Linked DNA regions of Mus musculus: region 2 is linked to region 1. A link is a contact called in public Micro-C data. All regions are on one chromosome and are shown on one strand. Each heading gives the region's core, a stretch centred on a gene start, on an enhancer-like site or on the middle of the called end of the contact. The rest is flanking DNA. Distances are from core to core; before and after follow the strand shown. Region 1 overlaps Adarb2 (adenosine deaminase, RNA-specific, B2). Region 2 overlaps Adarb2 (adenosine deaminase, RNA-specific, B2).

Region 1 (6,629 bases), core at 1,938-4,437:
CTTTTTAGGTCTAATATTATTTTGTTCATTTCCATCACCTGTTTGGGTGTTTTCCTGTTTTTCTTTAAGGACTTGTAACTCTTTAGCAGTGTTCTCCTGTATTTCTTTAAGTGAGTTATTAAAGTCCTTCTTGATGTATTCTACCATCATCCTGAGATATGCCTTTAAATCCAGGTCTAGGTTTTTGGGTGTGTTTGGATGCCCAGGACTGGCTGAGGTGGGAGTGCTGGGTTCTGATGATGGTGAGTGGTCTTGGTTTCTGTTAGTAAGATTCTTATATCTGCCTTTCGCCATCTGGCCATCTCTGCAGTCAGTTGTTATAGTTGTCTCTGGTTAGAGCTTGTTCCTCTCGTGATTCTGTTATTCTCTACCAGCAGACCTGGGAGACTAGCTCTCTCCTGAGTTTCAGTGGTCAGACCACTCTCTGCAGGCAGGCTCTCCTCTTTCAGGGAAGGTGCACAGATATCTGGCGTTCACACTTGCCTCCTGGCAGAAGATGAAGGCTCTAAACAGGACCTGTCCCAGAAGTTGTTAGCTTCTGTAGTCCACACTCGCACCTGTGCAGACTTGTCTCAGCGGGATCCAGGGACCGAGATGGCTCCCTCAGGTACTCCAGCAAAGCCCTCCCGAGTAGGGTGGACGCCTCTCCTCTGGCAGGGAAGGTGCCCGGATGTCTGGAGCCTGAAAAGATGTCTGCCTCAGAAGCTCTGTGGCTTCTGCCTGTCCCAGAAGCTGTTAGCTTCTGTAGTCCACAATCTCACCTGTGCAGACTAGTCTTGGTGGAGTCTGGGAATCAAGATGTCTTCAGCAGTTGCTCCGGCAACTCCCTCCCGAGCCGGGCAGACACCTCTCTTCTCATTGAGTGACATTTAAACTTTGTTTAGAATGCATATGAAATGGGACTGGCTTCCTCACGTATATTCTGGTGGAGTATGAGCTAAGTTCCCTGGAGTCTTCTATGGTGCATAGGCTTTTATCAGATTGGTGTCTAGATTTGGGAAGCCCAAGGTTGAGCTGCTGGGATGAGCAAGGACTAAGGGCTGGTGACACAGAATCTTGTTTCCTATAGAGGTGTGTCCAATTTGACCCCTGTACTAAGGCGACTGTTGCATCAGAACTTTCACAAGTCTCATTGTTGCCATCAACCCAATTCTGCTGCACCTACAGGACTTAGGCATCACATGGTACTACATGGGCTCTCCTATTACACATGCATGATGTGGTTTCCAGGGGAGGTGTTTTCCTTGCATCTATCTCTAGACACACATCTGATAAAAGCCTGTGCTCCATAGACCACTCTAGGGGCTTTGCTCATATTCTACCAGAACATACCTGAAGAAGCCAGCCTCATTTCATTTGTGTCCTAAACCAATTTAAAATATTATATTCAAGAGTTTAAAATGCCACTCAGCTAAGATAGAGTGTATACGTAGTTTTCCCCCAAATTTCCCAACTGCCCTTGAGGTTCCGTCTCAAGAGCACTCAGAGAGGAGTGCAGCCGCTGTAGTGCCTGTCTACTTAACAGCATGCTGAGTTGCTCATGTTTCAGCTTGTCTAGAAATGGGGAGGAGACCTTAATGGCTGTCTTGGTGACCTTTGACACTTGTTTTTATGGTAATCAATGCATCAGAGCTTTCACAAGTCTCATTGTTGTCATCTGCCAGGCATGGCTTTGTCTCACATAGGACTCACTTAGTGTAAATTGCTATGTGTGACAGAGTCTTCAGGAATAACCAACTTGCACCAAAGACACTTGTACCCCAGAATAGAACTGCTCTTAAATTACTCATTAAGAACATTCTCTCTGCAGTGAAAGAGTCCCTTTGTTTCCTACAAGGCATGGCCTTTTGTTTTGCTGACTCTGCCATATGCATTAGGATTGTCCTGTGGACTCAGAAAGAAGAGTAAAGGACCCTTGTTTCTGTTGAGGGTGCTGAGCCTTCAGGACTTCTCAGCCACAGGCTGGCTTTGTGCCATCCTGGGAAACTGCCAAAAGGTATATACAGGAAGAGCTGCAAACACAGGGCCCCGGTGTCTGCAGAGGGACAACTCATGCTCAGGGGATGCCTCATGAAGTTGATGAAGGTACTCTGGCCAGCTTGAGTGTGGTGAACACAGCTCTGGCTTGCCTTTGCCGTTCTCCCACATTCCCTCTGCCTTGCTGAAAAATGGTTAGATAACATTCCTAAAGCTAGCCACCAAGGTCTGTTTCCTTATTCAACCACTACATCCTCTTGAGGCTCACTACCAAGGTCCAGCTATCGAAGTATTGAAAGTCCAGCAGTCAAAACCCCCTTTGTCTCACCTAATTAACATGCCCAAATAAAATTAAACACCTCACCCTAACATAGGGTTTTCCCCTTTACCTTTATAAACTGCCATTTTCCTGTCAGACAAATCTGTTTCCTCTCTATCCAGAGGCACTCACTTGTCCCACTTCTGGTCAAATAACCCTCTCCCCCTCTTGCTCCAGCCTCCTTCTCTCTCCTTCTCTATCTCTTGTCTTTGTCTTCTACTCTCTGCCCTCTGTATCTCTGGGGCAAATAAATCTCCTTTGTGCTGAGTGAAAACTTTGTCTTGGGGTGTCCTGAGTCAATACTGATCCTTTACTGTTGAACTCTCAGGGTCTTGCATCATGTGTATGCCTGGCTGAATGAGGAGGGAGGGTGATGAATATTTGCTCTATGCTGCTCTCTGGGCCCCTTTCTGTCTTTTCCTACTACCAGGGCACCAGGATATGGATATAGGCTGGTAAAAGATGCTGTTTTCCTGTGAACACTACAGCCTTCCATACTCTGGAGGAGTAGGAGAGCATAAGGACCCCTCACATCTTATCTTGGCAAGCAGCTTTTTCTTTACAAGTGTGAACAGAGCATCAACCAAGAGAGCACTTCAGGGGTGGGAACTGTCTCTGCATTCATGAAGTTTTCCAGGTTTGCCTTCTTTTCTGCTCATCTCTGGACTAAAGTAAACTGTGTCCTAACTGGAAGACCAAGGAGTGCCTAAGACTAGATTGTAGCTTAGGGGAAATTGGTCCAAATATTCCAACCACAAGTGAATGAATTTCATACAGGCTCAACTGTCAGCAAAGGAGGAGTCACTGACCCAGCTGTGAGACCCTCAAGCTGCCACTGAATAGCCTCACAAAGGGGCTGAAAACCAGGATGGGTTACTATGGAAACTGAGTAAGTTCTTGGGACCCATCTTCTTACAGAAACACAAGTCTGCAATGGGAAGCGAATCACAAGATGTCTAGGTTGTGTCAGCTAGTTTTTCTTCTGTTTCTAGCCCATTTCTTCCTTTCACCACCCGCCACCACTAGGGCATCCTTTCCATGACCCTTCTTATCTCTTCCTAGCAGGCCACACTGTGGCTACTTGACATTTGAGACCCAGCGACTTCACCTACTCAGCCTCCCTTAGGCCTTGCACCTTTCCCTGCAGCACAAGAGTAAGGTCACGAACTCTGTCTTGTCACTGTCCCAGCATGTTTTTTCTTCCAGCCTGCAGTGCAGCTCTTTGCTCTCTGTTCTTAGAAATTCATCATTAAGCCCCGTGGGCATTTTTGTGTGTGTATGTGTAGAAATTTCCTCAAAATTGAAACAACCACCTCAGAAAGGAGAGGGGGAGACTCAAGAAATGCAAGAATTGAATACAACTCACAAGTCTCAAGAAATTCTTGGAATTAACAGGGTTCACAAGGTCCCTTTCCAAGGCTAATGGAGACTGAGCGGCCCTTATACCTAGCTGCAATTCTCCAATCTAGCAGTTGCCTGTAAGTCACCCAGAAAGCACCAGGGGTGCACTTTTCATGAGCACTTATCAGTCTAGAGTGGGATAATCTGTGATGCAACTGCTTTTGAGTCATGCATGCTCTTGTAAGTAACACCAATAAACTTGGTTTGACAAAGTGGACTTTGATGGTATTGTTTGTTTGGTCTATAGTTGTTTCTGGTCCCTATGGGGGATAAAAAGATGTCTATCTTCATTTCTTCAGGAAAAGGCTCACATACAGCACTGTATTTCAGACAGTACAATGGTACTTCCAAAACCCAAAGCATATGTCAATGCAGACATATCTAGCTTTCATGTGAATACTAATGGTCTGTCTCCTGTTTTATAATTTATACAGAAGACAATCCCAAGTAAACTAAATACACTTTTAGGAGAAGGGTGCTTCGTTTTTCACTCCTACAGTCATAGAACAGATTAGGAGATATAAAAAAATTCTGAAGTCAATGTTCAGGACAAAATGAGAGGAACTGCTTTTGCAGGATCAGTAATAGTAATTGTAACTTTACTGTGATCCTATCTACCCTCTTTGTTCAGATAGGTGTGGTTAGGTAAACACCTTCTCATTAGAACATGTAACATTGTAACACGCTGAGATACAGTGAGGGCCTTCTCATTAGAACATGTAACACTGTAACATGCTGAGACACAGTGAGGGCCTTCTCATTAGAACATGTAACACTGTAACACGAAGAGCCACAGCGAAGGTTAATATTGTCAATCAGATAGGATTTAGACTCACCTAAGAAGACATGGTAGACAGGTCTGTGAGGGATTTTTCTAGGCTGGGTAAATTAAGATGGGAAAACTAAGTCTATATGTGGGAGCTCCATTCCACGGGCTGGTGTCTGGAAACCCAATCAAAAGCAAAAAGTGAGCTGAGCACCAGAATTCATTTCTCTCTGCCTATTTAAAAAATATTTTATTTTTAATTGTGTGTGTGTCTATTTGTGAGTACATGTACATGTGCAAGCCAGAACCCTCAGATCCCGCTGGAGCTGAGGTACAGGGAGTCATGAGCTGTCTGATGTTGCTGTTGGGAATTGGCCTCTGGTGCTTCTCACCTTGAGCCATCTTTCTAGCTTACCTCTTTGCTTCTTGATTGCAGATGCAATGTGAACAGCCTTTTTATTCATATCAGTTTGTAGCAGGAATAAAAAACATCTGGTATGTCTCTACCACAGTGAAATCCCCTTGGATCCTGTGTTTATCTCACAGTTCAAAGAGCAGTCAATAGTGGTAGCTGATGACATTGTGTTTCTCAGGAGATAGATGTTAATCTGAGTATCCTCACTTTCCAGAATTTTCTGTGACTCACTTGCACCATAGTGAGGATTGGAGAGGTTGAGGTGCAAGCAACTAGGTGCAGCCTGAGCAACAAACAAGGCTCTAATTTAGGGAATGCTAACAACCAAGCTTCAGCCTACTGAAGGGAGCTAAGACTGCTAAGACCGTCACAATACTAAGACACATACCTGAAAAGTGGAATCAATTAGAAAGAGAGGAGAATAAGGAGGGGGCAGGGGAGGAAAGAGGTTGTATGGCGGAGGGAAAGGGGGAGATACCTCATAGCAATGGAGCATTTTCCTGTCCACATGGCCTGCTTTACCTACCCTTTCCTTTCTTGTGTGTGTTATCAAAACTGTTAATAGGCTTTAGGAAGCAAATCTCAGCCTTTTTTTGTTTGCGTCTCCATTTTTCTTCTTCTTTTTCTTTTTTGCATTTTAAGGGCTGTCCCTGGAAAGGCTCAGAAATGCCAGATATCAGATTATACCAGAAGACGGCTGTCCAGTTTCTGATAAAACCAAAACTAATTTATTTTTTCTGTTGTTTATACTCGGTTACCTTTGACAACACTTCTCTGGAGATGTCCTTTTGTCTGTCTTCTTTTTTTTTCTCCCTCTTTTGCTTTATTTTGCAATTGACAAGGGAAAAAAAAATCTAACACCAACCTTGGAAGATGGTAATGCATTCAAGACGTCTTTCCCCTGTCAGATGGGATAAAAATCTTGCCTAAAACCATGTCCAACCTTTTCAGCAGAAGTCCAGATGGCTTTGCAGTCTGGAGAACAGACTTCATTCACTGGTTCCTCTCACGGTGTCAGCGGGGCAATGTCTTTCTCATAGCATACATGCAAAAGAAAAGATAGCATCTTCGATTTAGGGAGCTTGTGGGGATACAGAATGGTGGATGTGCGTGTTATCCAGGGAAAGAGTGTCAACAAAGGAAAACTCAGAGCTGGGGAGAAAGCCTCCCCCTAAGCGAAGATCTGTCAGGTTGGAAGCGGCAAAAGTCAGCTGCAGTGGGTGAAGACAAATAGATCGTTGAAGTCGGTGGAGATTTTTAACTTTTTTGGCATTGAAGATGAACTCTGGCCGATGGGATATGCTAGGTGTCTTTGCTGTCTCTTTCAGTCAGAGTGATTTTGTTTCTTGTTTCTGTTCTGCCAGATTCCATTTCATATGTTGTGAGATGCTGGATTGCTCAAATCTATGGCCAGCATAGCGTGGGTAAAAATAGAAGTCCCAGACAAAATTGAGATGGCAGTGGGTCTCGGCATGTGTTACTGAATCTTTTCTGTCATCAGAGGGGGCAGCAGGTCATTTCTAGTCTCTGTTGGACATTGTGGATGGATAAAATCTTTGTAAATGTGACTAGGGGCTCCTTCAGCTTAGCCAGAGAGAGATGTCTGTGATGATCTATTCTACAGTGGGAGAAACCAAGACTGGCTAAGACAGCTGACACTTGAGTATTCATGAATGACCAGGGAGAGATGATTTGCCCAGCTTCCTCCTCTCTATCCCAGGGTGATTACTGGTGTGTTGTGCATCTCTCTT
Region 2 (6,629 bases), core at 1,429-3,928, 130 kb before region 1:
ATATTCAGTCCAATGTTAGAGATTCCTATATTCTAAATTACCTAGCAAGTTAATTAAAGAGCAATTGGTCACTTAATACCCCCTGACTAACAAATGGAAGGGTCCAGATCCAGTTCTAATTTGGGGTAGGGACTCAGTTTGTGTTTTTTCACGAGATGAAGATGGAGCGCGGTGGCTGCCAGAGAGATTAATTCGTCAGATGAACACAGATTCTGACTCTTCTGGTAAGTATCATTCTAAAGACTAAAATTCCTTTTGTGCTTAAAATTCAGCTGAGAGCAACAGCTCTCAAAGGTGTTCTCCAGCTACTCTCTGAACCAGCTCCCGACAGGAGGCCGGAGACTAGCCTCAGCTTTACAATTTGCATTTGAATAAAGTACCTAGACTTCCCGGAAAGAAGTTCTGCTTTCCTACTTTCTCACTGTCTTTCAAGATTTTGTCTTTCAAGCAGGTAAATCAACATTCCCGAGGCGGACCAGTAGATGTGCATCCCCGCCCCCCTAGAGCACACAGGTGGCAGCTGTTACCCCCAGTCTCAGGACATTTCCAGCATGTGGCTTTCAGTCTGAGTTAAAAATTTAGGTTTACCTAGAGGGCTAGAAGAGTAGATTTTTCTATATTAATAAAGATTGGTTTTTATTTTGATAGACAGGCTTAGCCCCTTAGCTGACCTCTGGCTTTTCACCCTTGCTGTTACTGCAAGGTGTCCTTAGCTCAATAGGCTGTGGAAAAAACAGGGATGAGGAGGAACGACTTCCAGCTCCTATTTTACCCACAAATCGTGGTGTTATTAACGACATAATTCTTGCTTAGGCTTTGCTAATTCTGAGGTTGATAATTCTCCTTTAGGAGCTGCACAGCACTCAGAACTGTGCATACTGGTTTGTGATTGTACAAATTCAGTATGGGCACCGCTTGGTGCAGAGATACTTACTGCAAGGGAAGGTCCGGCTTGACCATTTCTGAGTTTCCTGTGAGATAAACCCGGTTTGAAAGAGGTTGGTACCAAATTTTGGTTAAAAATAAAAAATATTCTCCGGCTCTACCTCGCCTCCCCAAAAGGTACCAAGAGCCACATGTGTGGGTTTTACCCACGGGAGGAATCGGGTCCATGTCCACCCAAGCCAAGGTTAAAAGCCCACTCATCTACGGATGAGAAAATCATTTGATCACCTCAGTTAAGCGTTGCCTTATTTAACTTAATTAATAGGGGGGAGAGAGATTGGAGACGTACTATTGAAAGGGCAAGCCCTTCACTGCCTCCCACCCAAATAAAAAGGCCAATTGGCCTTGTACTACAAGAGCCGGTCACTCCTTCTCCCTGTTTCCCACCTATCTTCCAAAAATGCTAAGGAATTCAACTTAGTGTTATTTTCACATCGTTCAGTCAAACTTAGCCAGAGTTCCAAACGCCCTACTTAAAATTCAACTAGAAAGTTACCTACCAAGTACTAATTAGCATTATAAAGTCAGAGTCTGCAGCTCCAGGCCTTTCAGTTGTTTACTAGAAAGGACAGTCTTAAGCCAGATACAGTTTACCATAAGAAAAGTTAAAGATTCCCAGTGAAGCAAGTTTTTTCTTTAGCCCTAGATTCCAGGCAGAACTATTGAGCATAGATAATTTTCCCCCCTCAGGCCAGCTTTTTCTTTTTTTTTTTATTTTGTTAATAACAGGGAGGAGATGTAGTCTCCCCTCCCCTAGCCTGAAACCTGCTTGCTCGGGGTGGAGCTTCCTGCTCATTCGTTCTGCCACGCCCACTGCTGGAACCTGAGGAGCCACACACGTGCACCTTTCTACTGGACCAGAGATTATTCGGCGGGAATCGGGTCCCCTCCCCCTTCCTTCATAACTGGTGTCGCAACAATAAAATTTGAGCCTTGATCAGAGTAACTGTCTTGGCTACATTTCTTCTTTTGCCCCGTCTAGATTCCTCTCTTACAGCTCGAGCGGCCTTCTCAGTCGAACCGTTCACGTTGCGAGCTGCTGGCGGCCGCAACACTTTTCTAAATTTCCTTTGGTTGATATTAGAAAGTGATAGCTATTATCTTTTGGGCCAATTAGGTCATTTTATTAGAATGGCTTCATAAAAGTGATCATAGAAGTTTTCCTAAATAAAAAAATGTCTACTATATTTAAATTTCAATTGTCTTTTTAAATTTTTTTAAACAAGATACTATAGACTCATCTTGAAATTTATAATCTAAAAATAGTATTTCATCAAAATACTGTTAACTATTCTATTCTGGGCATTGGTATGCTATGTATTTACTATTTATGGCTCATCAAATATGGTAAACACTATACAAAAAGCCTTTAAATTTATTGATAAGAACTGTCCTGTGTGATGAAAATTATGTGGAAAAAATATGAGCTATGGATCTTTTGGAAAAGCAACTTAGCGTGACATCTATGAGAGACAACAAGACATTACAAAATCAATAATTGTGCGATAGATATATACAGGTTCCAAGAGAAGCACAGAAGTCAAAAGGAAACGGCTGTTAGAGACTTGCAAATCTCCTTGGCAAAACCCCCAACCCAAAGAAATCCTGAACTCAATAACTCGATATTATACATTGTTGTGAAATCTTTTGCTGCAGGTGAATGAGCGTGCTTACATGTCCTCGTGGCCTTTACCGTGGGGCTGGATCCTGTGGGAGGCTTCACAAATGATCAGACGCTGGCGTTCTGACTGAGAGCCAGGCAGGAAACCCTAACGTGCTTATCTCCCCAATAGGAAAGCAACATGTGTTTTGGCGACAGATAAAGATAATGCTGACTTCTATTTGGACTTTAGGAGTGAGGCTCAATGGATGTAGATAGAAGACAGAGGATTTGAAAACAAAGACTGTAAAGATCAAAGAGATTCTTGGGGAGGGGACTTTTTGGGGATAAATCAGATAGATAAGAAACAGCCAAGCTGGCTAAGATGCCTGAATGTCCTCTTTAGATTCTAACAAGATTCTTTTGGACTCATTTGACTGTATTTGTTTTCAGGGTGACTAATAGAGAAATGCCACCTACTTATGCTTCACTCCTGTAGAAACTTCAGATGGGGTGTCTCTGAGCACTTTCAAGACTAAATCAGTAGTTAAAATGCAGGGCAGCCTAAAACAGTATTGGGATGCTTTTGTGGATACGAAGTGAGAAAAGTCCATAAGCTTTTGCCACTTACCCTTTCAGGGATTCACCCACATTAGATGTTATGTCCCATGTATTATTCCTTGTACACCAGATGCTATGCCAGATTTGGTGGCTGGCTACTTCTGGAGTGGGTTGGGTTTCTGCAGGTCAGGGGCAGCACATATATGACCCAACATGGTATAGATGTGGAATCCTGATGTTGCTACCTTTCTGCTTCAGATAATCAATGTACCCTGGCCTTTCATTCTTCCTTCTTAGTACCTCTTTGTGTTTTCCTGCTTCTTGGAAGATTGTCTTTTCCTGACCTCTGCTTCTAAGCACGTGGCAGGGTTCACTTAGATAATTTTAGTAAGTCTCTTTTCATTGAAGAGATTCAGGGACCCTCTGCCTCCTTCCTCCCATCTCCTTTATTTTACATTCACCCTGACAGGTATCTTGCAAGACAGTCAACTATTGAAAAAAAGCATTTCCCATGATGTCTCTTTGGACAAGCTGTAGTTTCTTAAAATTGTCTTGTAGCATTAAAGAATTCTTTTACCTCTACAAACAAATGTGGATCCCCTAGCTCTCCTATATAGGAATCTTTTGTTTATTTAACAAGTGATTCTCAGGGCTGGAGAGTTAACTCAGTGGTTAAAAGCATCTTCCAGAGAACCCATTTGGCTTCCTGGCACCCACACAGGGTATCTCACAACTGCGTAAGACTCTCACTTCAGCAGCTCTGACACCCTCTTCAGCCTCCTGCAGGCACCTGCACACACATGAACATACCCATACACAATCACACACATATACATGTGATTAGAATAAACAAGCAAATCTCTATGCTAGTGCTCAGGGGTGGAATGAATCCTTCTTTCAGAAGGAGAAAATTATCTTTAGTTTTTAAAAATTGTCTTGTAGCATTAAAGAATTCTTTTACCTCTATAAACAAATTTGATCCCCTAGTCTCTTAGGAAAGTTTGGGTTGTTTCTGGAGAAACAGTACTGTAGACACCATGAGTCATAAATCTATCCCTGGAACTTATGTCCATGATGGTGCTGGGTAGCCACTGCTTTCTCTGACTCTTGCATAGGCCAAAGTGATGGTATTCTCTGAGAATATCTGAAAGGTACCCCACTCTGCCTCCTTCCATCTTGTTTAAGACCCTGAAGTTAATGCCAATTATTTTTATAACCAATAACTCTGTTTGGAGCTCACTGCTCTGATGTGCTGTGTGCTCTCCATTCAATAGCTCAGAATACAAATGATTTGAGGGCAGGTCCTAGAGTTCAGCTAGGAAGTAACTGTGCCTAACCGTTGAAGGATTACAGCTAAGCCATATTCAGCTCTCAAGGTTTCTTGTGTTTCTAAGCCTCCCCCTAGTGATATATCAAGTTATCAGAGATCACTGTAAGTTGGCATTTTGATCTTAGCCTTTACCTTGAGTTAAGATTACATTTTCCTCAATATTTATGATATGAATCACTCATTTGCAGAAACATTTGCATGTCTTTGAAAGTTTATCTTGAACACATTCCTACAATGGTGTTCATATTCTTTTCTCAAAGGACTTTAGTGATGTGATCTCATATTAAATCCAAGGAATTAATATCTCCACTTTTCTTTTTATTGAATAGCTACAATTGAATGTATTTCATGTTTACCAAATTCTTGTGACATCTGCAATATAAGATAGAATAAAAGCATCATGATGTAATGGTTGAATTTTATTGGGGGATGATGCACTAGAATTCTAATCAAGACTCCCATATTCTAAACATGGTTCCTCCTATTCTTTAAAAACAAAACAAAATGAAACAGAAATCCGTAATGCATCTCAGATGGGATTAAAAAGGATTTATTTATTTTAACTTTATGTCTATGATAATTTGCCCACATTTATGTAGGTGCACTGCATGGATGTGTGGAGCTGCTGGGGCTGGAGTTATGGATGGCTGTAAGCTGCCGTGTGGAAGCTGGGAACTCAACCAGAGTCCTCTATAGAAGCAGCAAAGCTCCTAACTGCTGAGCCATCTCTCCAGCCCGTCACATGGGGTTCAATAGAAAAGATTAGACGCATGTTAACTAGCTTGATGAATGTTAGAAATGAGCTCCAAGTGTTTAAAGACAATTAATTCAAGAAACATTGGTTGGCAACATGCCTCCTCTTGCCTGTATTTTGTTTTCCTCTTAGAGATGATGATGTAGGCTAAATATTAAAGAAATATATGTCTACCGATGAACTCTAATGTCCGTTCTAAAAGTGGCATGATTCTGTCCCTTTAATTTTGTCAGCTATGGCAAGTCATCATTATCTTTGTGGTTATTATTATTTTATTCATGCGACATGATGATCAAGGGACCTAAAATGACAGAGAGCATGCAGCTCCTCAAACCGAAAGATTGCACTGAGGTGTGTGTGTGTGTGTGTGTGTGTGTGTGTGTGATTTCTTTCTAATAAAAAATTGCTTAAAATTTAGAATTTGATCTAAAACTCAGTTTCATTACTCATACCTAGTAGAGAGATTATTGGGTAGTGGTTAATCACCCTACAGTTGTCACTTCTGTGGCTATCATTATCTATAAAAGCAATGGAGAGGTTGTCATCAAGTGGAAAGGCTTGGGTTTGTTTGCAACATACTATCATTGGGCAGTTTAATAACAGTTTTCTTAGCTCATCAATTATGACTCTTTCCTGTCTTAGGTAACTATCCCTTTGTGTCATAAGTATAGCTTTCACTTTGGCTGCTCTTTGACAGTGTCTGTCTCAAGTTCTTCTTGAAAGAAGTTGGAAAGGTCTGAATGAATAATGAGAACAATACAGCATTCCTGTTGGGTTCTTTGGAGTTGGGGAGCCCCTGGCTTTCCTGTTCACCTGTGGCTTATCTTGAAATGTCATATAAACTTGTGCTGGTGAGACTTGATCACACCACTAGAGAGGCCCTTGGAAGAGAAGGGAGGGGAGGTCCAAAGGAAGATGCATGAAGCTACGCTTTAGTACTACCTTTCAGTCCTGCCTCTGGACTCCCTTGCCTGAACAGAGAATTTCCTTTTGATACCCAGTAAGGGATGGGGCTGACACAACAAAGCTTCTCTCTCTAGCTATGGTGGATGGGGTTCTTGGAACTAACAGCCCAGGGAGAAGCAGCCCGACCCAAACTCAAACCTAGTCTCTCATCCACACATGGAGCCACATGTTCCTGAACAGTGAAGGAGAACAAAGGTCAAGAACTGATGGACACACCACACCATCATACGGCTTCATCCTCTCCAGGCATCTCCCTCTGGTCCAATAGCGAAGGAGCCTAGTGACTTAGAGACTTAGTAGAAACTGATCTTGCTCCGGTGGTTTTCTCACCCAGGTGCCAAGACCGGCTTTCTGAAAGGCCTTGAAGAGCTGCTGTTTAACAGACTGGTAGGTGTGAGCCCCCTGCTTGGCCTCACAGTACATGGATGGTGTGTCTCCATGGCTGGGGATCCGTGTGCTTAGCTGTGGGAAGA

Evidence for each region. A called contact is a pair of places that touch in the nucleus more often than the background predicts.
Region 2: a Micro-C map of the G1E-ER4 cell line shows a contact between it and region 1, with 2.0 times the contacts expected there. The contact joins two enhancer-like sites. A contact is called at or near these places in 5 of 484 Hi-C or Micro-C datasets (the G1E-ER4 cell line, the HPC-7 cell line, liver and 1 more) and 1 of 9 other capture datasets (pancreatic islet).

What each region holds. Positions count from the first base shown.
Region 1 is chr13:8,629,004-8,635,632 of GRCm38.p6, reverse strand. All of the region lies in intron 3 of Adarb2 (adenosine deaminase, RNA-specific, B2), which reads right to left. Among named protein-coding and RNA genes, the nearest start is that of Wdr37, 240 kb to the left of the region's middle. Within about 2 kb of position 3,187, at least 11 of the 459 cell types and tissues checked have an H3K27ac peak or open chromatin away from gene starts, as enhancers often do. A contact at or near this core is called in the G1E-ER4 cell line, where this site is marked.
Region 2 is chr13:8,757,215-8,763,843 of GRCm38.p6, reverse strand. Adarb2 (adenosine deaminase, RNA-specific, B2) reads right to left here. Exons shown (of 10, transcript NM_052977.5): 10 at 3,402-6,618. The coding sequence ends at 6,442. Among named protein-coding and RNA genes, the nearest start is that of Wdr37, 110 kb to the left of the region's middle. Within about 2 kb of position 2,678, at least 3 of the 459 cell types and tissues checked have an H3K27ac peak or open chromatin away from gene starts, as enhancers often do. A contact at or near this core is called in the G1E-ER4 cell line, where this site is marked.